4 separate regions of the Mus musculus genome follow, and regions 1, 2 and 3 are each linked to region 4. Evidence: chromatin contacts called from public Hi-C and promoter capture Hi-C data. All regions are on one chromosome and are shown on one strand. The core of a region is the stretch at or near the end of the contact, and the rest is flanking DNA. Distances in the headings are between cores, read along the strand shown. Region 1 overlaps Ptpn3 (protein tyrosine phosphatase, non-receptor type 3). Region 2 holds the start of Epb41l4b (erythrocyte membrane protein band 4.1 like 4b). Region 3 holds the start of Ptpn3 (protein tyrosine phosphatase, non-receptor type 3). Region 4 holds the start of D630039A03Rik (RIKEN cDNA D630039A03 gene).

Region 1 (3,283 bases), core at 218-2,717, 630 kb before region 4:
ACAAAAATACTGTGTTAATATTTGCCCAAGGCCATGGCCACACCCATTTGGGTGTCAGCCTCTGATATTTCGGTCTTGGGCTTCAGCCCCCGACCCCTTTACAGCCAAAAAAAGCGGCAGAAGCCTTCACTAAAGAAAACAGCTAAAGTCACTTTGAAAGGTTTGGGATGTGTTAATCATGGTGCATCCCAGCCAAGAGGCTGGAATCTCACAGCAGAATGTCCTGCCAGCCTCCGCCCCTGCCAAGATGTCTGAAGCCAGGGCCAGCTGGGCCAGAGAAAACCCATACTCACTACCATAGAGCTGCCTTCCCCAAGGTTTTATCTCAAGGAAACACATAAAAACGCTCCAACCCTTATCCTTGCTCCCATTCCCAACCCCTACTTCCTAGCATCCTGGAAAGTCTTTTCTTCGGCCACCTCTTCCTTCATGGGTCTCCTAGGAGAGAGCCCGCAGAGGCTCGTTCCAGCCCCTAAAGCCCTCTGCTTGGAAGGTTTCAATCCCAACAGGTCATCTTGGGTTAGACCAAACACAGTAACCATGCCAGCCGCCACTGCCTCTAGAAACTGAGATAGAGATGTGCTCTCATGGTGCCTATTCAGCTTCCCGAAGTTTTTTTTTCCCCCCTCAAGATAAAATGAGGACAGACGAATAATAAAAGAAATGTAGCCGGACAGTGGTGGCACACGCCTTTAACCCCAGCATTTGGGAGGCAGAGGCAGGTGGATTTCTGAGGCCAGCCTGGTCTACAGAGTAAGTTCCAGGTTAGCCAGGGCTATACAGAGAAACCCTGTCTCGAAAAACCAAAAAAAAAAAAAAAAAAAGAAAAGAAAAGAAATGTATATGAACATTCAAAACACCATGGTTCTGGAAACTGGACATGCGCAAAATGCCAAAAGGTATGGTTGTTCCTAGAACTACTAATAAAAGCAAGTGTTTCAAGTCTTAAGAAAAAGTGTATTTTGTTGGTTCTGTTGCACTTATTTAGACTGAACCCCGACATGTGTTGAAGCCAGTGCTTGGTGAACTGAAGAAAATCCATTTTAGAGGAGTAACTAACTCAGCAGGCCTCCAGCTCGGCCACTTACCAGTGACTAACGTGACCCTGGACAAACTGACTTACTTCCTAGGTCTCCGCTGCATCCCCTGTAAACATTTCTGAGGGGCAGCAGAGTAGCTGGTCTTCCATACCCACAGTCTACACTCGACCTACCTCCTTCTTAGGTCCCTGGGCCACCCCCAAGCTGGGATTGCCGCGGGAGGAAGAAGGTCCCACAGGGCATCTGAGGTTCCAAGTGCTTTTCCATCCATTATCTCTCCTGACATCGTGGCTTTTGAAGGCACTGAACCGTTGTCCAGGTCAGTAGATTAGCCTCAGGAAAGCATGCCCAGTCATGGTCAACTCCAACAGTCATATGGATCCCCATTCAGTGCTAGCATTACACAATTGCCAGCTCCAAGTCTCCTGACCCAATGCCACTGGGCGGGAGGTGAATTACAGGTGATTCACTGGAGGCAAAACACCGCCCCATACTTAATCACTCTGCCTCTGTAATTTACTGACTGCAGGTCTATTCTTACCCTTTTGAGATAATCTTTATAAGCATTCCCCAAGGCTCACGTGGAGGTGAATTTCCTCTTATGAAGGAAGTGGTCTAGAAAAGCCACCTTTCTCCCCAGTTAATTCTGCAACATTAGAAACACAGGTAATGATATAGCTGTTTATTACCCATGTTCCTCTACTGGAAGGTGACACAATGCTTCTAACAGGTGTCTCAGAAAACTTAAAAAAGAAACAACACCCAAGGGACAGTCCTTTTTCTGGGAAGGTCACGGCCCTTTCAGCACCTTTTCAAATTGAGAAACAAAGCAAACGATTTCCTCGGTCTTCTAAAAGGTGCCAGCGGAAAAGCATCGTGTGCCAATCAAGGCCTTTCCAGCAGATCAGAAAGCCACCCCACTGTTAATAATTAGCTTCCTAGGAGCCACCTAGTACCTGAGGCCAGACCCTGGAGTTGGCCTTGGGTCTCGACACTCCTATAACCCCAGAGAGGTCCTCACTGCAGCCTGGACTCTATAAACTTGAACTCAGCCAGCTCTTTTACATTTGCAGGTACACCTAATGATTCCAAACAGAGGATCTAATTAAGAAAGACAGTCTTTTTTTTTAAATGTATATGAAGAAAATAACTAAAAAAAAAAAAAAAAAAAGACAGTCTTCGTGGGACTATAAGCAAGGGAGACACCTAGGGTATGTTGGAGACCTGAGTCTGCAGGAAGATACAATCCAGTCTCAGAATCTACAACACAAATGGGTGCTCCGGCTCAGTAAAACAGAATCTGCATGTGCCAAAAGCAAGAAGCAAGGAGGCTCTGAGCTAAGCAAGGAGGCTCTGAGCTAAGCAAGGAGGCTCTGAGCTAAGCAAGGAGGCTCTGAGCTAAGCATGGAGGCTCTGAGCTAAGCAAGGAGGCTCTGAGCTGGTCCAGGGGGAGGAGGGAGAACACGTGATCTCCAAGGGCATTCTCTGGAGAGCATACCTGAAGCAAAGCAACAAGCCAATCTGGAGGGTGATTTTGTTTGAGTTGTGCTCATGGGTTTCAGGAAGCTGTAACATCTCCACTTTACAGCACATCAGGGTCTGCACTATCACTCACTGGTCCACATGTGTTCGGGTACTTCATTCAAACATCACGGACCTCCTATCTTCCAAACTTACAGTGTTCCAAGTGGGTGTGCATGACCACAGCTGGACATTCAACCCACTCTTCATTAGTGGGGCTCAGATTTTCAAAAGGACCCACAGAAAATATAGAGAAGGAACAGGTGACTAGGACAGGCGCTGTTAATTAATTTCATGGCTAGAAGAGATGTGTGTTAGGGTGAAACCAGGAAACTCCTTTCCTTAGGGAGGAAACCTGGCTGGGTGAGCTGATAGGAAGAGACCAGACCGATGCTCAAGCTCAAACCCAGCAAGACCAACCAACAGGCTATCGAGGGCAATCTGGGGGTGGTGGGTCATCACCTAAGTTAACCGTTTTCTGTCTTTTCATCAGGTAGAGCAATCCTTACACTGGACTAGACGGATACATGAATGCCACTCATGGCCACTCAGTGCCTTGCTGGAAATCTGTATCAGAGACAAGAGCAGGGCTCAGACCCTGGGCTGAGCCTGTGTATCTCCTGTGTCACAATCCATCCCGGGGGCTCCTGAAAGAGCCGAGCTTTCCCCAGGCACGGATGCTAACACTGAACTTATTTTTTTAATTGTGCTTTTCAAAAATA
Region 2 (3,568 bases), core at 807-3,306, 770 kb before region 4:
TCTTCTGTGCCCTTTTATAAAAAAAAAGGGGGGGGGGGAGAAGCCTTTTAGGAGGCCACTCTTCCCATCCCCCACGACCCCACCAGCTGCAGTCAGTCAGCTTCCCAACCTGTTCGTTTGTGTACCTGTTTGGATCTCTTTAGCACACAGGCACTTTACTCCGTTTGCAATTTTTCATCTCAGAAACACCACTTAAGCCTGTCGCACAAACCTGACAGTAGCAATACATTTTATAAGCCAATTATCCCTGGGGAACAGCCACGAAAACTACCAGGCAGGGAGCACCGACAAAGTTCCCGGGGGTATCATTCCTCTGCCAGATGCAAACTGCGCCACAGCCTCTCTCAACCCAAGCTGCCCACTCACCTAGCCTCTGCTCCCCGACTCGCAGGCTGCCTCTCTGCATCAGAGCTGGCGAGCCTCATTCTTGGGGAGCGGTGACATGCATGCTTTTTAAAAGACAACAGCTTTGGGCTGGGGAATGTTGGCACCTTTTCTATGAAAAGGCCTCGCGAGGATATTTTTGTGACAAAATGCTCTCCTATAGAGCACAGGAACCACAAAAATGAAACTACCATAAATTGAAGCTGTCTCCAAATTAACCCACAGGAAGCAGCATTAGAGCCTAGGCTAGCGAGGCTGATTTTTCCCATCTGAAACCCTTACAGGTTAAGTGTTCTCTCCTTAAATCCAACGAATTCCTACCACCCAGTTACAGACTGTCCGGAGGCCTAAACACTCCGGACAATCTGTAACTCATCTAAAGCTCAATTACTGCGGTGTCTTCAGTCATGCCCAAAGATTCCCGAAGGCACCGTCTGCCGCAGCGCAGTGGGCGCCCGTTAGTGCAGCGTTTGATAGGATCTGACTGGCCCCTTCGGCCAAAAAGGCTCTTTTGGCGGCTGGACTCCCTGTCGGAGACACTGGCGCTGGCCTAGCTTGCCACTGGAACTGGGCCCGGGTGCAACCACCTGTGGGTGTGTGAACCGGACGCAGGCCCTGGTGCTGCCACCCCGGGATGCCCTGAACGAACCACGCAAACTGCCGGGTGTGGGAGAGAGTGGGTAGGCCAGTCCAGAGGGGACCGGGGCCAACTCCCAGCACGCCAAGGCTTATCTCTCCGTTCAAAGCGGACCTGGCCTGAGTTGGCTCCCAAGTCGCTCCACTCCCTGCGAGGTTGTGAGCCAGGGAGCACTTTGGGATAGGCTCCCTATGGGGGCCATCCACGGGGAATCGGGAGAAGGCAGAGCGGCAAAACTGTTCCCTAAGCCTCTTCCCAAACTTGGGGCACCTGCTGAGCAGCAGGCAAGGATTTCTTCTCCACCAAGGCCTGATACCCAAAGCGGGATACCCCGGAACAGCCCTGCGTCGCTTGAAAAATTCTACTCAATCCAGCAGCCGAAGGCCAACATTGGCAGGGAATGCCAGCCACCTGCGCCAAGGGGAGGGGACGTAGGGACGTGTGCATGGGATAGCATGGGGTAGGAGTGAGGCACAAAAATCCTAGGTGGTCGCCAAAGAAGGGCGCCGCAACCCTGCGGTTGCAAGGTGCCAAAGACTGGGCCCCAGAGCATACCCGGGCTGGTGGTCTGGGAGGGTTCATGGCTGGGGAAGATTGGCAGAAGATGGGGGAGGGGTCCCCAAAAAACAGCCCGGGTAGCTTCCCAGAGAGAAAGAAAGACTGGGACAGGGGGTTCTGACCCAAGCAGAGCAGGCTGCTAGTGCCCCGCACGCGCCGCGTCACTCACCGGCAGGTCCACGCTCACTTCGGTTCCGTCGAGCAGGAAGACACGGCAGTAAAGGGTGGCCTTGGCAGCTCCCGAGGCGGAGATGTGCACAGCCGCGCCGCCGGTGAGCAGGGGCCCGCCGCCGGCCGGGAATACGCTGCCCCCGGGCGCGGCGGGCAGCACCGAGGAGCTGGCGGCGGCAGCCGGGCCCCCTCGCGGCCCCCCGTCGCGCTCGTCCCCCAGCCCGGCGGCCCCGCGCCCCGCCGCGCCCCGCGCGTAGCGCTGCATGGAGCGGCGGCCAAAGGTCCGGCGCAGGAACCGCAGCATCCTGGCCGGGGGCGCCCCCTGCCTCCGCCCCCTGCGCTGCCGCCGCGCCGCCGCCCGGGAGCGCCCGGCGCCGCCGTCAGTGCCCGCCGCGCCGCGCCGCCTCCCGCGGGCTGCGGCCCGGGGCTCGCTCCCGCCCCAGCCGAGGCCGCCGCCGCGCTCCGGCCGCCCGCGGGACGCGTCGGCCGGGCCAGCGCCCGCCGAGAGTAGCCGCGCGGGAGAGAACGCGCACAGGCGGCCCGGGGGACCGTCCCGCTGCTGTCGCCGCTGTCGCTGCCGCGCGCTTGGGGCGGTCGGTCGGTGCCGGCTGCTGCGTGGCCGCTGCCCCGCGAAGAGCGCCGCGGGGGGACCCGGCTGCGGGCTGCTCCCGCGCCGCGCGCCGGCCGAGGGCCAGCCGGAGCAAAGCGCCTGCGTGCTCCCGGCGCGCTCGCTCCCACTCGCGCCGCGCCCGGCCCGAGGAGGCCCCCGCCGAGCGCCCGCTCCCGGGGCGCCTTTTCCTGCGCCCGCAGCCCCCGCCTCCCACCTGGGAGGGCTGCACCTCCAGCCGCCGCCGCCGGCACTGCAGCACGCCCTCCTCCCCCGGGGCTGCGCCGGGCTTGTGCTGCCCCCTGCCGGCCCGAGCGCCCCCTGCTGCTGTAGGTGCGCTCACGTGCGTACACGTAGGTGAGCACACACGTGTTTCCGGGCGCGCAGGACCCCCTAGAAGTCCAAGAGTTCCTCCTGCTTGACCAGATGAAGAAAATAAGACTGTCTCCTTCCAGGGAAGTCTTACCCCTAGGGCAAAGAAAAACACGGCTCTTTCTGGAAGAAAAACAAAAACAAAAACAAAACACCAACCGTACTCAGTTTCTCCTTCTGCAGAAGTGGAGTAGGCGACCTAGAAGGTCCCTGCCACTTAATGAAATTCTATCTGCTTAAAATCTCAACCCTGGCTGGAGCTTTAACCTGCCAGTCCAACGGACCCGTTCCAAACAAGAAAATTGAGGCCTGCGAGGAGGGGAAGTACTTTTCCATACTCCTTTGGAGACACCCTGCTTCAAGGACCTCGCCCATGCCCAGAATTAAGGAAAGGTCCTGCATAAGCTATTGCTACTGAGAAGGTTGGTCAAGGTTGGACAGACTCCTGGGAAGCGAAGCAGAACATAAGAATGAATTGCATAGGGCACATGGAGCAAACTGGAGACAGCGAATTGCTAACAATCAATGCCCACAGGTTCAGGGTTTGCCCACAGACAAGTGAGTTGTCCTGTGTTGCAGAAAGGAATGTGGGAAATGAAGCTGAAAGGAGGCCAGGCCTTTGGGGAGAATAACACTACTGTTTATCAGGCCCTAATTTTGTGCCAGACATTACGGTAAGCCCTTTCCATATGTCTTAATTTAGCCTGTTAGCGTACAGGTTATTACCTGGATCATACAAAGGAGGAAACTGAGCTTTGGAGAGCTTAAGAGACTGACATACAGACTCATTGGGCTCCAGAGCTACTGGTGGAGCTTGTAACATGGTTGGCAAGCAAATG
Region 3 (3,288 bases), core at 478-2,977, 620 kb before region 4:
GTGACACCAGTCTCAGAGGGAGACCTGTAAAACTGAAATGAGATAGTCCACATACCTAGCACAGCTCTGCAAGGTGACTGCAAAGGTTCGATATTATCATTGAAAAAAAAGAAAACAAAAGTCCAGATGAAATCCTCATTTAGCCTAGGTTACACAGAAGGCGGAGGCTATCTCACTCAGTTAATTCTACTAAAAGGGGAAAGAGGGACGACACGGGGGGTGGGGTGGGGGAGGGGTGGAGGTGGTGAGGCACTTCAACCCAGACACTATATAGAGGCATTCCTGGTAGGCACGGTCGGAAGCAGGCTGCTACTGGAACCTACTGAGCAGAGGCTTTTGGGCACTCTGTAATGCACAAGGAGCAGCCACCACAAAGAACGATCAAACCCGCTGTGAGAAGCTAAGAGACCCCCGCTCCCCAATCCAAAAACATAAGGTTAAGCATGAGAGCTTTGCAGAATATGCATCTTTTTCCCAACCAGGATTTCCAATTCATCCGCTTCGACATTTGCAAGATGGATCATCTTGCAAAAATAGTTCTTTCTGTGAGGCCCGAGTGTCAACTTCTGGAGTTTCGGAACTCACAAAGACTGCCATTAAACAAGAGCAGCTCACCACCGCTCTGTGGAGTTGCTTTTTTCAAAGCCTCAGCAGACGTTCTCCTGGGCACAAACACAGACCCAGAAAATGACTGCCTAATTCTACCTTCCTGACAAAATGGGAGCCATGAGGGTCTCTAACTGAATTAAAATCACATCACGCCAACTGCTCGCTTGCTTTATGCCGGGCACGGAGCCAAACACCTCCACACCATTTATCCTACTTAATCCACCACCAACCAGGCGAGGTGGGCATTATTGCTGCCTGCGTGCAGTGGAGGAAATGGAGGATCAGAGAGGTTAAACGACTCGTCCAAGGTCACCAGCTGGCCAAGGGGAAGAGCCCAACTTGAACCTAGGTCTAGAGTTTCCCAACCACAAGTTCCCTGTACCTTCACGGAACACCCAGGTGTCAAGTTATCTTAACTTCTCATGAATTTTTTAAAGGCAACCCTCAAGTTCGTAATAAGTTTAGGAGGCAGCAACCGGGGGCGGGGGTTTCCGGGCGCGCTCTCTCCCTGCACAACGCAGCAGTGTCACACCGCAAGTTACCAGAGAAGCCACCCCGGTCGCCCGCGGAACGGGGCGGATTGGTTTGGCACTGGAGTTCGTGCCAGGCCCAGGAAATGCCATCTTTGCAATCTGAAGGGGAATTCGCCCCGGGTGGCTGAGCTTCGGGGACCGCGGAGAGCTGGATCCCCGCAGCGGTGCGCCCCCTCTGCCGGGCTGCGGATACCTCGGCGCCAAGCCCAGGGCTCGGCCAGACTGGAGCGCACGCCCACGCCCGCGCCGCTGCGTCCAGAACGCCCAGCCTTTTGCCGCCCACGCCCGCGCCCCGCCCCAGCCCCGCCAGGTGATCCGGGCCTGCGCCCCCCGGATGCCCGACGTGGCGCGGAGACCTGGGGCTACCAGCTCAACCGCTAGTCCTCCCGCGTGTCCGCCGAGCCCCGGACCGGGTGGGGGTTGGGTAAGCCCCGCGTGTCCGCGATCGCAGCAGCCCGCGCTCCGACCCTCCCCGCAGAGGACCCAGTCTCCCATACCTGCAGCATCCGGGGGCGCGGGGCGCCCAGGTAGGTCGCGCGGGCGGGCGGCACTGAAGCTCGCTCGCGCCGCGACCTGGCCGCCGTCTGAGCATGCCCAGTGCAGCCCGCGGGCGGCTCCCGCCGGCCCGGCTGTGGCCGCGACGGGCCCGCGCGCGGGGCGGGGGACCCGGGACAGGGGCGGGCCCGGGGCAAACTCGTGGGACGCTGCCACTGGCCTCCGCAGACCACCTGCCAAACTCCCGCAGACCTCCAGGTCCCCTGGCTCACGCACGCAGCCATTCGTGCTTTTAGCATTTATTGAACACCTACTGTGTGCCTGGCTTTCCCGGATTGCATGCCTAAGAATGGCAAGGGCTTGGCGCTCAACGAATCTGAAATGACAGCGAGCCTTGCGCGGTGGCTTCGTGGCTGAGTTGGGGGTCTCGCTGACTCCAGCGGCTCCGTGGCTGAGTTGGGGGTCGCAGGGCTCCTTTGCTGGTCCTAGGACACCAGGCAGGTTAGCCCTTCCCAAAGCCTATAGGGCCCCTAGTGGCGGGCGTTCCAGCCGGCCTCTTCCGCCTCCTCCCACACCTGTCTTCCTGCGCTCCGACTGCACCTTCCTCCCCATCATACCCTCTGAACTTGACCCGCCTGGAGACCTTTACACTGCCTTTCCCTCGAGGTAGGACGTCTTTTGCCCTGCTTTGCTGGTGTTTCGAGCCCTCTCACCATTCAGGTGCCTCTTGTAGGAGAGACCTTTCTGGCTACCTTTCTAAATTAGCCCTGACCTCTTGCTCCCTCTCCAAGTCCATTACCGCACTCCAAGCATGTATCACTTATCCATTCAACAGTTACTTACGTTCTTCACACTTAATATATAGACAAAATCTCTGCCCCTTGTTGGGAGTTTAGAAGGGACTTTCTCGCAACAAACAACAGGTCCGTAAACAACGCAGGGTATTAGGTGATAAATTCTAAGAACAGGGGAAAGGAGCCAGGCAAGAAAGATAGGGGGTGGCCCGGTGAGAGCTGGTGGAACAACCAGATCAGGTGACAAATACCATTCAGTCACGCAGCTAAACAAGGAAGCTTTCTTGGGACGATAAAGCCGGTGCAAAAACAAAACAAAAACAAAAACAAAAAAACCTCAAAACAAAACGAGCGCAAGCTTTGTGCCCGTGAAACGGAAGGGCGAGCGGAGGGGCTGCTGGAGTATGTTGCCGGCTGTCTCTCGCGACTTAGATTTCCCCCTTAAGGAGTACCTCCCCTCTGTGTCAGCTCGGTAACTCCGCCTCTCAAGAGACCCAGCCTCTAAACGACGCTTGGCTTCCAGTAAGAACTAAAAACGTTTTGTTGAATGAATATGATAACAAAAGGATGGAGAGATGGTTAGGATTCTATGGTCGGACCTGGGTGCTAGATATCCCGAGAACCTTTTGTTCCCATGTCACCACGAGACCCTCAGCCGTGCCTGACTTCCTGGCTTAGATCCCGGTCTCTGTCCCAAGGTAGTGCACCGCTGCAGGCGCCGCCAGAACCTCGCGTCCGGGGAATTCCTACAGAGCCCGGAGTCCTAGGGGTTGCACTGTCCTGGCCCCGCCTAGGATCGCACGCAAAACCTGGAGCTCGGGCGCCAGGGCAGCACTTTTCGGAGTGGCGGGGAGAGC
Region 4 (3,511 bases), core at 664-3,163:
CAAGCACACCAGTCTACTGAATTAGATACTCTGCAGGAGTTAGAGAACAAGGAAAGAGGGGGAGGAAAACATAGGCATCCGCTCGCTCTCCAGTCTACCAGGAGAGGGCTCTGGAGGCTGGGAGTCAGGGGAGGGGTTGTCATAAGGCCAGGCAGGTCTTCAGAGTAGGACCTTTTAACTTTCAGTTCCAGTTCCAGTCTATGGTCATACAGGACAAAGAGAAAGAGAAGCACACACACACACACACACACACACACACACACACACACACACACACACACACACACGGGAAGAGAAGGAGGGAAGGTGGGAGGAAGGGAGGGAGGGGTCCGTGGCCCCTAGCCAAATAGTGAAACCTTCTGCTAAAGCCCTAGACTGCAAATCCTTTAGCATAGGGTCCTCCTTCAAGCAAATGAGAATATTCAGGAGCACAGACAAGTTTTACACTTGTTTCCCCTTCCTTTTAAAAGAGGCTTTCAAGATTAATTTTATTTTTGCACGTAGAAATGTTTTTGCCTGCATGTACATATGTGCACCACATGCATGCCTGGTGCCTGTGGAGTTCAGAAAAGGATTGGAACTGGAGCGAGAGGGTTGCAAGCCACCATGTAGGTGCTGGAATGGACCCCAGATCCTCTCTGCAAGAGCAACGCTGTGATCTTAACCACAGCCCCCCATCTTTTATCTTTCCACCGGCTTTGGTTTGGTTTAGTCTGGAGGGGGCATGGGGGAAGGTAAACTCAGGCTTTGTCCCAAGCCTGTGCAGAACCGCTCTGTGCTAAGGTGTGATACCTATCACTGTAGAATGTAGAACTCTTTGCCTGCTTGAGCCCTGAATCCTGACTCAGCCAGTTGCTCTAAAATTGGGACTCCCCATCTTTCTTCTGCAAAGCCATTCTCTCTGTTTTGCCTGTGGATCCAGTCAGGAGGCTGACTCTCCATCATCCTACTTAGCCTAGTAGGAGGGTGCCAAGACTGCTCACCTGACCAACCAGTCAAGCCAGATCAGAATTAGGGGAAAATAGACACGGAGACCAGGAACAGTGGCCGTTGGCCAAATGCTTGGCAGAGAGGCCTCTGTTCCTTTGGCTAAGAAACAGGCTGGGCACAGCCACCCTGATCAAGCTTCCGTGGCTCGGTGCTGACTGGGTCAGCAAACAGCTTTTTTCTTCCTCTCCGTGGACTTTCAGTCCCCCCGGTTCCACCCACAGAAGTTCCCCCCTCTGCAACACACGCCCAGCCCTACCTTTAGGGAACACCATTAGGTGGGCCTGGGTCCTCTGCTGTTTCCTCAGACCTTCATACTGGGCACGAAGAAACTGGATGTTTACAGGAGGCCCTTGACCTGGCGCCTGAGTCCTGGAACCCTCAGCCATTAAGCAGGTCCCCAGTTCCAAGAACTTGGGTAGAGCAGGGCACGGGCAGGCCAACCCTTTCATCCGCATCCGGGAGAAGAGCAAACACTGAGGGCTGAGGCAGGGGGAGGGGAGGAGAAAAGAAGTGTAGACGGTAGCGTGAAAGAAAGAGAAGAAGAACAGGGAGCAAGGAGAGAAGCTGGCAAGATACGGGGGGAGAGAGAAGGAGAAACGGAAGGGACAAGATCGGGGAGGTGGGGAGAGGAAGAGTGGGGAACAGTTAGTTCTTAACTAAAGAGGAGGATTCGGAGAGGGGCTGAAAAGGGGGCAGCGGAAAGACAAGGAGAGAATGGAGTGAGGAGCGGTTAAGAGCAGAGAGTGGGGTGGGCAGGAGGAGAAGGTGGGGAGGGTTGAAGAGCCACAGGTAGGAGTTGAGCGAGCGAGGGATCCAGCTCAGCTGCTGCGCTCTTTCTCAGTCCAGGGAGCTTTTATTCCAGACGGCTTCCTTGAGTGATGGTCAAGCTTAGAAAGCCGTTCCGAGGGCCACCGTGAGATTCCAGTTTCCTGGCAGAGCCGAGCTGGTCTGAGGAGTGCCAGGTGCCTGCTCAGTTCACAGATTTTGAACTTGACTTAGCAGGTCATCAAAACCTGCTGGCTTAATGAGCAACCACCACAAAAAAAAAGAAACAGCTTCTGCAACTTCAAAAGCTGGGGCTCCGATGTGTACAAGGTCACCCTAAGGTTTGAAGGCAGCCCCCAGCACACCTCTCAGATAAAAACTCCGGCATAAAGTCTGCCATAGAGACAGAGTCCAGGGTAGCCCTGGCTTCCCGCCAACCCCACCTCTTTGACATTTGAGCAGCCTTTGTGGTCTTGGCTTTTTCCAACTAAGTAACAAGTGGGTGTTTATTTTGCCCACAGCTACGTGCACCCTCACCCCCTTTTTGCCAGCCCTATCATTTCTGCGAATGGCAGACACTGCCTCTTCTTACACTAGCCGTGATCTATCCCTGCTCTGCTCTGCTTACTCAAGTAAGTGCGATTCTTTCTCCTAAGGCAATCCTTACCACTGGCCACTCTTGCAGAGCAATGGGTAGGGGATGGAGGAGGGTAAATCTTCAAAGAGTAGTCAAGGTAGTTCACTGGGGCTGCCATCACAAAGTCTCACAAACTGGGTGGTTTAAACATCAGACATTGTTCTATTTGTTTCAGAGACTATAAATCCAAGATCACGTGTGATCAGAGTCCGATCCTGTGGGAGAGTGTTCTATAAACCTTGACTAGCTCCTGCTGGCTTGCTTTTGCAGCCTGGTGGCCTTCATTTTTATGAAGGAATCACTTCACCTTTGTCTCGTTGTAATGTTCTCATGTTGAAATTTTCCCCTTTTATAAGGACACCAGTCACTGGATTAGTGCTTAGCCTGATAACCTCATCTTAATTTAACTAATTAAATTGGCAATAAACCTACTTCCTAGTAGGGCACATTGCAGGCTCCAGATTTAAGATGGCAGCAAGAGAACTGGAACTGAGCTGGTAAGATTTAGCTTTTGTTGGGTAGACCATGACAGTACCATTCAGGGAAACAGGAAGGAAGGGAGAGATGACCGGGGAGGAGCAACAGGGGACTAGTTTTAGATGTTATAGTTGGGGTGTCTTTGATCTTTCTGGCAGCAGGAGGGAGCCAGATGGTGCAGGGTGCTTTGTGGGGAAATCTCACTTGAAAATGCCATTCGTTTTGAAAAAGATAATTTGTTATTGGGAAGATTTTATTGTTAGGAATATATAGAATCAAGAAGTGATCCTAGATTGATCTCTGCCTTCCTCCCTCGCTCCCTCCCTTCCTTTCAGGAGTTATATGTACACATTTGTACGGATACACATGCCCATGTGTGTGTATGCATGTGTGCATGGAAGTCAAAGGTTGATGGCACAGGTGTGGGCATCATGATTCTGAGGTGGTCTTCTGCTGATCTTGAAATGCACCAGTTTGGTGAGGCTGTCTGGCCAATGTGCTCCAAGGACCTACAGGTGGGTATGTTCCCAGTGTTGGCCTTATAGACTCATGTCACCTGGCCTTGCCTTTATGCTGAGCTGGAGAGCTGCACTCAGCTCCTCTTGCTTGCACACAAGCACTTAACCAACTGAGGCATCTCCC

The links. Promoter capture Hi-C pulls out the DNA fragments that hold promoters and counts their contacts. A called contact is a pair of places that touch in the nucleus more often than the background predicts.
Region 1: a contact with region 4 is called in a Hi-C map of liver, with 2.7 times the contacts expected there. The contact joins the enhancer-like site here to the promoter of D630039A03Rik in region 4. A contact is called at or near these places in 1 of 39 promoter capture datasets (liver) and 1 of 484 Hi-C or Micro-C datasets (liver).
Region 2: a contact with region 4 is called in a promoter capture Hi-C map of liver, with 4 times the contacts expected there. The contact joins the promoter of Epb41l4b here to the promoter of D630039A03Rik in region 4.
Region 3: a promoter capture Hi-C map of liver shows a contact between it and region 4, with 2.1 times the contacts expected there. The contact joins the promoter of Ptpn3 here to the promoter of D630039A03Rik in region 4. A contact is called at or near these places in 1 of 39 promoter capture datasets (liver), 3 of 115 datasets of contacts at active chromatin or transcription factors (embryonic forebrain, embryonic stem cells and pancreatic cancer cells) and 1 of 9 other capture datasets (liver).

What each region holds. Positions count from the first base shown.
Region 1 is chr4:57,280,899-57,284,181 of GRCm38.p6, forward strand. All of the region lies in intron 1 of Ptpn3 (protein tyrosine phosphatase, non-receptor type 3), which reads right to left. Among named protein-coding and RNA genes, the nearest start is that of Gm12536, 17 kb to the right of the region's middle. Within about 2 kb of position 1,468, at least 51 of the 459 cell types and tissues checked have an H3K27ac peak or open chromatin away from gene starts, as enhancers often do. A contact at or near this core is called in liver, where this site is marked.
Region 2 is chr4:57,141,100-57,144,667 of GRCm38.p6, forward strand. It overlaps Epb41l4b (erythrocyte membrane protein band 4.1 like 4b), which reads right to left and starts at 2,057. Exons shown (of 25, transcript NM_001355492.1): 1 at 1,749-2,057. The coding sequence starts at 2,054. It overlaps LOC108168956, which reads right to left and starts at 3,552. Exons shown (of 2, transcript XM_017320489.1): 1 at 3,507-3,552; 2 at 2,159-2,892. The coding sequence starts at 3,552. The coding sequence ends at 2,159.
Region 3 is chr4:57,298,642-57,301,929 of GRCm38.p6, forward strand. It overlaps Ptpn3 (protein tyrosine phosphatase, non-receptor type 3), which reads right to left and starts at 1,728. Exons shown (of 26, transcript NM_001384115.1): 1 at 1,640-1,728. It overlaps Gm12536 (a long non-coding RNA gene), which reads left to right and starts at 1,098. Exons shown (of 3, transcript XR_003955208.1): 1 at 1,098-1,669; 2 at 3,130-3,288.
Region 4 is chr4:57,914,351-57,917,861 of GRCm38.p6, forward strand. D630039A03Rik (RIKEN cDNA D630039A03 gene) reads right to left here and starts at 1,914. Exons shown (of 2, transcript NM_178727.2): 1 at 1,247-1,914. The coding sequence starts at 1,445. Gm42293 (a long non-coding RNA gene) reads left to right here and starts at 2,158. Exons shown (of 5, transcript XR_881308.3): 1 at 2,158-2,387; 2 at 3,205-3,384.